Linked DNA regions of Mus musculus: regions 1 and 2 are each linked to region 3. Evidence: chromatin contacts called from public Hi-C and promoter capture Hi-C data. All regions are on one chromosome and are shown on one strand. Each heading gives the region's core, a stretch centred on a gene start, on an enhancer-like site or on the middle of the called end of the contact. The rest is flanking DNA. Distances are from core to core; before and after follow the strand shown.

What was found. Hi-C and Micro-C count contacts between places; a contact is called where the count stands out from the background. Capture Hi-C pulls out chosen DNA fragments and counts their contacts.
Region 1: a Hi-C map of CD8 T cells shows a contact between it and region 3, with 7 times the contacts expected there. The contact joins the promoter of 4931415C17Rik here to the promoter of Cln8 in region 3. A contact is called at or near these places in 2 of 39 promoter capture datasets (liver and pre-B cells), 2 of 484 Hi-C or Micro-C datasets (CD4 T cells and CD8 T cells) and 1 of 9 other capture datasets (adipose tissue).
Region 2: a contact with region 3 is called in a promoter capture Hi-C map of liver, with 2.6 times the contacts expected there. The contact joins the promoter of Atp11a here to the promoter of Cln8 in region 3. A contact is called at or near these places in 1 of 484 Hi-C or Micro-C datasets (CD4 T cells) and 2 of 9 other capture datasets (adipose tissue and liver).

The regions. Positions count from the first base shown.
Region 1 is chr8:12,670,159-12,673,890 of GRCm38.p6, forward strand. 4931415C17Rik (RIKEN cDNA 4931415C17 gene) reads left to right here and starts at 2,269. Exons shown (of 2, transcript NR_166502.1): 1 at 2,269-2,867. Tubgcp3 (tubulin, gamma complex associated protein 3) reads right to left here and starts at 1,942. Exons shown (of 22, transcript NM_198031.1): 1 at 1,797-1,942. The coding sequence starts at 1,872.
Region 2 is chr8:12,754,951-12,758,414 of GRCm38.p6, forward strand. Atp11a (ATPase, class VI, type 11A) reads left to right here and starts at 2,066. Exons shown (of 30, transcript NM_001293667.1): 1 at 2,066-2,402. The coding sequence starts at 2,364. Gm33587 (a long non-coding RNA gene) reads right to left here and starts at 1,946. Exons shown (of 3, transcript XR_378725.3): 1 at 1,737-1,946.
Region 3 is chr8:14,887,196-14,891,076 of GRCm38.p6, forward strand. It overlaps Cln8 (CLN8 transmembrane ER and ERGIC protein), which reads left to right and starts at 1,341. Exons shown (of 3, transcript NM_012000.3): 1 at 1,341-1,923.

The DNA of each region.
Region 1 (3,732 bases), core at 1,019-3,518, 2.2 Mb before region 3:
CTTTGGTAGGCTCAAAAATAGTCTCAACTTGTACCATTTAACAAAAAACTAACTCATATCACACATAACAATAGAACAGAACCTCTCTAGGGCAAAAAGATGAAAGAAATTTTATGACTTTGGATTTGATAACAGTTCTTCACATGACAGCCAAATCATGATAATGTTAAGTGTTTTTTGTTTTGTTTTGTTTTGTTTTGTTTCCTCTTTCTTCCAGGGGAGCATTTGGGGAGTAAGGCAGCACTGCTTTCAGGAATCCATCCTTGCCTTCCACCTTGTGGAGAAAGCAGATAAAGAACACTGTACCCAGATAAATAAAGAACACTCAAAGTTATAAGGGTAAGCAACCCAGCAAGAACATATGTTACAAAGAAAACAAAATAAAATACAACCTTAGGAAGAGATCTGAATGGCCAAACAAGAAGTCATGCTCAACAGAATCAGGAAAAAGAGATGACAACAATTAGCTATGGCTACACACCTGTCAGAGCACAACAAAATATCAACAAAGTGTGTGAGGGCAGAGAACCCAGCTGACTCTGCATCCCTCAACTCCATCCACAGAGAAGACAGCATCATCTTTAATGAGCTTTACCCTGGATCTCTCTGAAAGTCCAGCGATTCACAAGACATAATCACAAATGGGGGTGGGAAAATGGGAGGATACAGGATTCTGCTTTAAAGTAGCATTTCAATCACCTGAAGGCTGTGAAACTTCTATCAAAAGGGATCTTAATGTAAAATTCAAATTTAGAAGTTCATAATGAATAACTTCAAAATCTAGCTATAACTACGAGGTTCTTTCTGGAAGGTAAAAATTTTGGACCCAATGCAATAAAAGAAAAATGATGGTATGGCGTGTTAAGCCTTAGTTATCTAATTTTGCCTATGACTGGATCACTCCCTTCAGAAAAGTAAACTATCCTCTGCACTCACACTCTCCCCAGATACTGGAACTCTAAGCTCCTCCTATCCGCCTTCTCCCTAGCCCTTTATCACCCACAAACACTGTGTATTCACCAACGTGCTAGTCACATTCCCTCCATTAGACAGGAGCATCTCTCATGGCATAATAGGGTCGAGGAAGCCTCAAAGATTTCTTACATGAACAAACTGCACAGTGAAACACTACAAGGAATAAAGCAAGAAGGGAGTTAAGTCAACGGTTTAGTAGTGACACAGTAATTCATCCTCTACGCTGACAAGTTGTTACATAGGTTGTTACAAATTATGAAAGATCAAAAGGCTCTCTCAGTTTTTAAAACTCGGTTCTTGTTTAAAGTCTTCCCTTGAAAACCTGCGCGATTTGTCTCAACATTCTAAGGCAACCCAGTCATGTCAATTACTAAAACCTTCCCTCAAGACGCGTCCCCACTCATCTCCAAAATGAGCTTCATGAAACCAGATCCTTGACATTTTCCCCACCCCCAACTACGGCGGCGACAGTACGGGTAAAGTGGGCAGGACTGCCTTGGGGGTCTGGCTTCTTAGAAGCATTATTCGCTAGCTGAACCGTCCAGGAATAAGCGAGCATCATCTAACCAGGACTCATCATCACCAGAGGCAAAGGTGACAGCAGAGTGAGAAGCACGCAGAAGCAGAGCTGCAGGCTGCCGTGCTGTCTGGACGAACCCAAAAACAAACTCGGCCGCTACAGCAGCTCCGGCCTGGGCCCCCAGGGCAGGGACAGTCCGCGAGCCGCACCCCTTTCCTTCCCGGGGGCCGGGGAGAACAGCACCCGGCCGGCGGGGGTCATGGCGCTCAGTCTCCACAGCCCTGAACCCCGGGACGCGTACCTTCGCTCCGGCCCAGGATCCGGCAGCACAGGTTCTGCAGCAGAACGTTGGGCGACTTCTGATCCGGAGTCGCCATTACCGCGCCCGGACTGCGCACTGCAGCCTCCCCGCGCCCCAGGATCCCGCGCCCTAACTACGGCGCCGCCATATTCGCGGAAGCGGCAAAAGCGCGCGCCTCCCATAATGCACCGCTTCCCGCGCGAGACGCGCGTGCGCTCTCCCGGCTTCTGCACTTGGCAGCTTCTCCGCGCTGGAAAAGTCGTTGCTGGGCGACGCTCGCAGCAACGCGTTCCTAGGATGCCCGTACGCGTCCGCAGCTTGCGGTCTGGGCGCTGCTTGTGAACAGCACTGGATGCGGAGTCCGAGTGCGCTTGAGCCACACAGGGACAGGGGCGCCGGACTACTACGCAGGGCTCTCGTAAGTGAGTTCTCAGAGGTCTGGAACCTCTGCCCCTTGACGTCACCAGGAGGTAGTCCTGGAAACGGGGATACTGAGATGGAGAGGCTTGAGCGCTGCCGCAAAGGAAAAATCAGACGCAGACACGAGAAATTCTGTGCTGTCTGGGACGCAGGAGGAGGAGAGTCCTCGTCACTGGGAGCCCAGCTCCGCCGCTCCTGCCCGGATGCTCGGTGGTCCGCAGAAAGCTCCCTTCTTAGTCGCTGACTCAGGACTATGATAGCAGTGGCACTCAGAGGTGGCTTAATGGAGAGCATACCTTTATTCGTCTTTTGCTCGCAGATCTCTTAGCCACCCTTCCCTGCCCGCTCTGTGATGTACAGAATGCGGACACACTCACTCCCTGTACAAATGGTACCTGCTGGAGCTCAGCCAGTTGAAGCCAACGATAGAAACTGCAAGAGGAGACTCTCGGCTTCAGCCTGGAATTTGACTACGACTCTAACAAGCCGAGACTCTCAACACTCAGCTCTCAGCCCATTCTTAGCTCCAGCCTATTTTGTACCACCCACACAGATGATGCTCCATCAGAAGGTCTAGAATAAGGCCATAGTGAATAACTATCAGTCATTCCTGGTGTTTCTTCCACCCCGGGGCCAGTAGCTAACCTTCAGGTGATCCACTTTTCTGTTTCCATCATCCATGTAGTCAGAGCTCAGTCCTCAGTCCCTGTAGCCTCTGTTTTGTTGAGTGGTCCTAGCACTGCCCTTTGGTAATAGGAGTGATCCCAGCAAGAAGTCTTAAGGTGGCTTTCTGGACTGAGCACTCACACATTTAATTGCAGATGTATTGACAGTTATTTGAGGGTGGCCAATGAGCCAGGAAAAGCCAGAGCGGTTTGCTTTTCTGTGTGGCTACTTGAAGTGAAATGTCAGCAGATAGATGAAAACACTTAGAAAGTAGCTGCTCCAGCACAGTCTTGACAACAGGAGCTGATGTCACCAAGTCAGGTGACTCGAGTTCCCCAGAACCCACAGAGCAGGAGAAAAGCAACTACCTCAGTTGGTCCACTCACCTCCACCATACAAAATGAAGTCAGTCAAGTTAGGACATTGTAAATCAACTAAGCCAGTGACCAAAAAATGCTAAAAAAAAAAAAAAAAAAAAAAAAAAAAAAAAAACAGGCTTGATGACACAATGCCTTTAATCCTAGCACTTGGAAGAGGCAAGTGGTCTCCAAGGAAAGTCTGATCTATATATTGAGTTCATAGACAGCCAGAGCTATAAAACAGAGAAACCCTGCCTCAAAAATAATCACACTCACACATACGTATGTGCATACATACATACATACATACATACATAAATGGGTTAGGAAGATGGGTTAGTGGTTAAGAGCACTAGCTGCTCTTCCAGAGGACCTGGGTTCAGGTCCCTGTACCCACATGGTGGCTCACCACCATCTTACCATCTTGTAACTCTAGGTTTTTTTGTTGTTGTTTTGTTTTTTGGGTTTTTTGAGACAGGGTTTCTCTGTAT
Region 2 (3,464 bases), core at 816-3,315, 2.1 Mb before region 3:
CCCTGGCCTTCCTCTACACTGGGGCTTAGAACCTTCACAAGACCAAGGGCCTCTCCTCCCATTGATGACTGACTAGGCCATCCTCTGCTTACATAGGCAGCTGGAGCCATGAGTCCCACACCATGCGTTTTCTTTGATTGGTGGTTTAGTCCCAGGGAGCGCTGGGGTTACTGGTTAGTTCATATTGCTGTTCCTCCTATGGGGCTGCAAACCCCTTCAGCTCCTTGGGTCCTTTCTCTAGCTCCTTCATTGGGGACCCTGTGCTCCGTCCAATGGATGGCTGTGAGCATCCACTTCTGTATTTGTCAGGCACTGGCAGAGCCTCTCAGGAGACAGCTATATCAGGCTCCTGTCAGCAGGCTCTTGTTGGCATCCACAACATGTCTGGGGGATCCATCCCATATACAATAAACTCTCGATTTCTTAAAAGCAAGGAAACCTTCCTAAACAGCCTCCAGCATGTTCCTCTATGTGTTAATTAGCAAGTCAGCCACTTGCTAGAATGAATGGTGTCAGCTGGAGGGAGCCAGAGAGTCCTGAGCCCCACAAAGGGTGAAGGCTCAGAGGATGAAGTCACTCACTCCTGTTGCACCACCAGGGAAGTGCTTTGCTCTGTATGAAGAATAAGCTAGACACCAGGGCTCACTCCTGTGTTCCAACACTTCAGAGGCTGAGGCAGGATGTTTGTATAGAGTTTGAGACCAGCCTAGAATGAAGATTCGGTCTCAAAAATCCAAACAAGAAAAAAGAAAGGAAGGAAGGAAATGAAACATTCCTCCAAGTAGAACATTCTCTAAGGATAGATAGGAAGGCTTTATCCTGAGGCACATCTGTGCCAGGAATACCCACTGCAATTGTAATTGGCCAATAGCCTACAATTTGGCCCAGCAGTCATGGTAGGAAAGAGATAGAGCATCAGAGACACATGAACAGCCCAGTCAGGCCCACTGAGGCCAGCAGCTAGTCCCTAGACATAGAGGCCTGCTGTCCTCAAGAGTCCACACCACAGCTAGGAGTACCAATGAGCGCTGACTGCCAACTCCACCAGGCTCACAGCAAGTCCAGGAAGCCCGGAGAGAAAACCCTTTGCCCTGAGGCTGGCTGGGTGTCTGTAGCTGGTGCTCCGTGGTGAGCACTGGTGTAGAACTTAGGTAGAAAACAGGGTAGAAGGCGGTGGTGGCTCAGGAGATCAGTTTAGTCACTGGCACCATTGCCACCAGTGTCTAATCCAAACCATAGCAAAGTCAGATCTCCTCCACACCCTGTCAGAACGCTCTCAAATACATTCCTAATCCTCAGGTCTGGTGCTCCTGATCGGCCACTGCAGATCCCTCGTCTCTGGTTCTACCGTTATCAGAAGCAAAAGCAAGGGATGTGGAACCAGTAAACATTAGCTAGATTACGGCTGGGCTGGAGGTAAGGAAGGTTGTTCAGCCATGTGCCACTTCACACCTAGGCAGCAAAGAACCACCTTCCCTGGGTGCTAGCCATGGTGATACAGTTGTAAGGTAGAAGCAGGAAGCATTTGACAGGGGGCTGGACCACAAGGTAAAACCCAGGACTGTGGAGGGTCTTCCCTGAGGCCTGGTTTCTGGAAGGCAGGACAGAGACTGGGCCCCAGGAGTAGGTAGAGGTAGAGAGTAGTGAGTCATGAGAGCTGGATCAGGACGTGTTTGGTTTGGTCTCCAAGGGAGTCAGTCCCAAAAGGGGTGGTAATGTTCGCTCCCTGTAGCCACCTGAGGATCCTGTGTCTTCTGTCCACGCCACGGCAGGAGGTGTGACCCCCCCCCCCCCCCCGCAGGCCTAGGGACCCAGGCCCATGGCACTCGCCATGGAGTCCTGGGCTCACAGCCAGGCTTCCGTTTTAGAAGAGGAGTGAACGGGGCGGGGGTGGAGAAGGGGTGGATCAGCACCCGACGAGCCACGCGGGGGCGATGACAGCCCCCCCCGCCCCCCCTCCCCCAGTCCCGCAGGGAGGCGGAAGCAACAGGGCGGCGGCGACGCGCTAGGGAGTCGCGGCGCGCGCGGGGCCGGGGCGGGGGCTGCGGCGCGCGCATGCTCACACGCGCCCGTGACGCGCGGGGCGCAGCGGGGCAGAGCCGGCTCCAGAGGCGCGGCGGCCGCGGGAGGAGCAGGCGCGGAGCATCGAGCGCAGGCCGCGTCGGCCCGACGGGAGTAGCGCCGGGCGCAGGCCGCCTCCTCCGAGCCGCCTGCGCGCGGGCCGAGACCCTTGGCCGCCGCCGGCGGGGCATGAGCGCGGAGGGGCCGCGGCCGCCCCCCGCGCCGCCCAGGCCGTGACCGGGCGGGGGGCGGCTGCGCTAGCGCCCGCAGCCCAGGGGCTCGCGGAGCCGGGAGCGATAACCATGGACTGCAGTCTATTGAGGACGCTCGTGCGCAGATACGTGAGTGGCTCTCTGTGATGGGTCCGGGGTCCGGGGTCCGGGTCTGGGTCAGGGTTCAGGCCCGGAACGTCCCGCCGTCGGGTCCCCGCCGCGCTCCACCTGCGCTCGGCCAGGCCCACCCGGAAGGCAGTTGCAGCCGGGTCGATCCCGGGGTCGAGGGACATCCATCCTTATGGGGGTTGCGCTCAGCCCCAGCGGGGCGGGCCGACGCGGGGACCGGGACCGGCTGGGACATATGTACGGGGCTGCGGGGAAGCGGGGAGCCTCCACAGGGGAGTCAGAAGTGAAGTTTGCCATCTCTGAAAGTAGTCAGCCAGGTCCGAGTGCGTAGTTCCCGGCTCCCTTGGATGCTGCTGCGCGGTTAGTGACGGAGTGCCTCACCAGGGGAGACCAGGGAGGTAGGTGGCATCCATCAGCCGGGATGGAGCAAAGTGGGTGTGTGTACAGAAAAGAGAGAATCTGCCCCGGGACAGCTTGTCTTCCCTAAGCTGGACACAAGGACCTATTGTACGGCAGCTGGCGCGGGGTGGTCACAGGTTTGAGGAGCGCGTGCCTTGCCCAGTGCGGGCTGGGTACGGAGGGGACCAGAGCCGGCTCTCTCTAGCTTCTCTGAGTGACACTTGTCCTTGGATGTGGGTTTTTCTGAAGGGGAATTTACCCGGGTTTTTCTTCTTGCTTTTCTGGTTAATTTCCATCCAATTTTGGCCTTCCAGTAAGCAAAGAATGAGACTAGGAAACTGCAGCCCTCCCCACCCCACCCCACCCCACCCCACCCCCGTGGGAAGCGAAAGGAGGAGGGGTGGTCTTCTTGGTCCCTGTAGACAGTCACCTGCCAGCTTCCCAGGGCCACAGGACGAATTTTCCGTCCCTGGTGCTGTCTTTTACTTCCACAGTGCCCTTAGGCAAGCCTTCAGCTATTTTATATTTCCTTATCTAGGTAAAATTTCAAGTTAGTTTCTTTTTGCTGTGCTATTCTACTTTCGAAGTGGTATTTTCTCTCAAATCTAGGCTGCAGATATTCCTTAACGAACTTTGCCACTCTTAATTATTTGATAATGCATC
Region 3 (3,881 bases), core at 91-2,590:
AACTGTAACATCTGGATGGATGAGTGAGCTGTGTGGTGTGGGAACCTGACACAAGAGAGGCTTAAGGAGGGCTTAGAGGAGACATCCAGCCAGGCTGGCCAGATGGAAACAGTGCCTGGGGTGCAAACTTGCAGGTGATGATGCAGGAACTGCGGTCAGATAGGAAAGGTGTGTTTGTAAACAGTCTAACCCAGGCTGACCTTAAAATCAACTCCTTCCCTGAAGATGACCTTTAACCCCTGACCTTCCTATCTCCACCTGGCCAAAGGTCAGTATTACTAAACGCTGTTTACACACCCAGATCTCTCTTGTTATTTTGACACAGGGTTTCAAGCAGCTTAGGGTGGTCTTGAAACTATGTTATTGCTCATACCAGCCAAGTGGAAAAACTAAGGTGCCAACCATGGACTCTGGGGTGCACCAAATATTGATGAAACCTCAGGAAAATAACAGAACTTGAACGTCGGTGTAAAATCTTTGCTGTAAAGGGACCCTTATCACAAGTCACAGGGGCACAGGGCTGAAGTCACAGCTCATTAGCCATTCTATCCATCTTGTGTGATGTTTCTCAAAGGTATTTCTGCAGGTGGCCTGGTTAACTATGTTGCAATTCCTGGGTGTTCAGAGACAATATCAGAACCAGGAGGGTGGGTATGTACAGGACGCTATTCCTTCTAGTCTTTTAAACCAGCTATCTTGTTAATTATCAAGATATGGTATGATAAAGGGCTCTAGGGAGGACTCTGTTATGTGGCCACCTGTCTGCAATCCAGGGTAGGGTGGGCAATTGCCCTGTCTAGATAAGGGCCAGGCAATTGCAAGCACCTGACTAGCAGACATTGCACAAGGAGTGCTGAGGCCAGACGTGAATCCCGAGCCAGGTTGGTTTTCCTGCTATGCTAGGTAGATGAGGGTACTAAGTGCTGATTATCTGCTCAGAGAGAGGGGACTGATTCCGCACCTCTCACCGCTACCCTACCAGCCCCGCTTGGTTAGTAGGTACATGGAATGGGTCGGGAGGTCTTTGCTCTTCTCATAATGCTGGCTCTGAATTAGCTTCGGCTCTTAGCAGGAGCACAGGGTAGCTCTGCACACGCCTCACAGCCACCTTTTCCTAAGGGACCGTAAGCCCGAACTGTACTTGTGCAGACAGGAGCTGGTTACCACCGCCTGGAAGACAATGCTGCTGTAGCAAGGGACACAGTGCGGTCCATTTTGTCGGCCTGAGCAAGTTTTTCGACTCCATGCAGTCGCCTGGAGCTCTGGCAGCACCAACCAGGAGACGCGTGCGCTTGCGTTTCACCTCTGCGCTCTGACGTCAGAGGCCTTAGGGACTTAGGAAAGAGGGAAGGGACAGGGAGTGAAGGGGTGTACGTAGGAGGGTCTTGGGGGACGGTCCACACAGAGGATCGTGGAAGGTCAGTTGGGGTGGGGGTTGAGGAATTCCTCCACTGATCCCTCCGTACCACTCTTAAGGTCCCAGCACCAACTTGAGCTACGATAGTCAAATCTAGCATAGCGCGCTGCGAACTGTGTAGCCTGCTCCAGGCACCCCCATGGCGCTGGATGGGATGATCCTACCCCAACTCGTGCCCCCCGAGTCTACCTTGGTAGCGTCCTAGGGAGGCGAGGCTTAGGGCTTCAGCAGTGCGCGTGCGCAGTGGATAGTGTTTGCTCAGCGCGCGACACTGTCGTGGGTGATTTCTCCGGTGCTAGGGGCGGGATGGCCTGAAAGCGGGGTGCCCAGCTGAGGCGGGGACACAGATGGGCGTGGGGCCCTAGTCTCCAGTGCCACTCAGCGACCGGTATTCTATCTGGCTCCGGTCACGAGGTGTGTCTACGGCTCAGGAGCTCCTGGGACAGCGAGTCTAAGCAGCTGATGGACCAAGAGGCGGCGCCCCCCTTCTGCTCACCTGAATGCAGGTGAGACGTGAAGGGCACCCTGTATACACCTGCCTGCAGCAGCGCAGTCTTTGCTTGGCCACCCGAGGAGGAAGCATTCCATTTGGTGTATAGGTCCTGGGCCACCGTGGGCGCGGGTGGACGATTCAGACTGGGTCCGACTGGATAGGTCGACCTGGGTCGCAAGAGAACTTGGGGCAGCAAAGTGATGGACCACGGTCGCTGGGCTAGGTCTGTACAGTGCTAGGGGATGAGGAACTTGAGTGTGGATCATCATGGGACCAGAGGGTGAAAGGCGATGTTGGTCAGATCTCCGCGAGGTAGGACTGGGTGGTGTCAGCACTTAGTGAAGGGGAGCGGGAATAGGAAGGACCCCTAGCTCTCAGCACACCGTGGGAGGTCCTGGGGCTAGGGTGCTGCTGCCTTAGAAAAGGGTGCCTAAGCCCTTTTAGAAGGCTTTCAGAGTCGTCGGAATGACAGAGTAGGTGGCTGCTCCTAAGTACTGTTTGAATTCATGTCGGTATCGATATTTGTTTTCTGACCGTGTTTATGTATGAAATCTGTAGCTATACACTGGACTTGTTCCCGTGTTTTGTATTTTTTTATTTAAACTTTTCTCTAGGAAGAGTGGGAAAGGCTATGATTAAGGAAACCTCAGATATTCTGAAAATATGAGATTCCACTACACCCACCCAAGCTCTGGTAGACCCGCCCTAGCCTCTAGGTGCTAGTTGTTATGGAAACAAAGCTCCTAGACCTTGAAAGCTCTCCCTGTGCTATTCAGGACCGAATCTCTTCGGATAGTGAGAATCTGGAGAATCCGGCTAGGATAGTTAGTGGATAGGTAAATAAGTCCCAGTAGTGTTTCTCTTAGGCCACTGAGAACCACGTGGGACAGGATTAGTGAGGGGCATGCCCGATGTGCTGCAAAAGGCAAAGGCAGAGTAAACAGCTGCCGTGTGTTTATTCCTTTCTGTTAATAAAAAGGAAACGTTTTATCTAGAGAAAGACTGACTCAGCATGTGCCCCCAAACCCGTGGTATTGCTTAGGGCTCTCTCGGAGGAGAACGGGTTTCAGTTCTCTATTTCCAGGCTTATACGTTTTCTTTTCAGCTTTGTTAAGCATACATGTCTTTTGGCACTGGGAAAATACTTTGGCCAGCTGCCTGTGTGTGATTTCTGAAAGTGTTAGGAGAATCCTCGTGCCTACAGTCCATCTATTGCTCTATGATATGTCAAGGAAGGGTATCAGCCAGTGTGGGAGGGTACCTGCCTTGAGTAACCAGAGAGTGCCGAGCTAAGATGTGAGAGTCAGCATGCTAGTCACGCCCAGCTTAAGGCTGGGAAGGAAAGAGTCCAGATAACCATTTGACCTCAAGGTTTATTCACTACAGTGACAAGCATCAGTTCACAACACTGGCATGGTGACTCAGAAGCAGATGGCAGAGAGAGGCTCATAGGCAAGGCTCAGCACTCCAATGACAAGCCTCAGTCCACAACTCACGCATGGGGTACCCGATTCAGAAGTAAGTGGCAGAGAGACTCACAGGCAAGGCTCCCAATCTGTCCCTCGCTCGGGGGAGCAACTTCTTCCTCTGGATCCCCTTAACTTGATTCAGCCTGGTCAGCAATCAGTCAGATGTCCTCTGGTCGGAGAGCCAGACAGCACAATGATCTTCACTGTTGGAGCATCAAGGTTTCTGCCTGGCTGTTGTGAGCCTCTGCTTTTCTTAGCTCCAAGGGGTGGCCACTCTCTAGCATTACGTCATCACATAGTACTTCATTCATATCTGCTACATGCAGAGCTGACCTGAGCGGGAGAGCTGACTGCTCATCTAACTCTTATCAACCACACACGGCTGATGTGAGCTAGCAAGATCCGACTCAGTCCTGTTCTTATTTCTTATTAACATGCTTTCTACATTTAGACACAAAACCAGTGAGTGCAGTGAACCCACAGCCTTTTGGACCATGGGAGA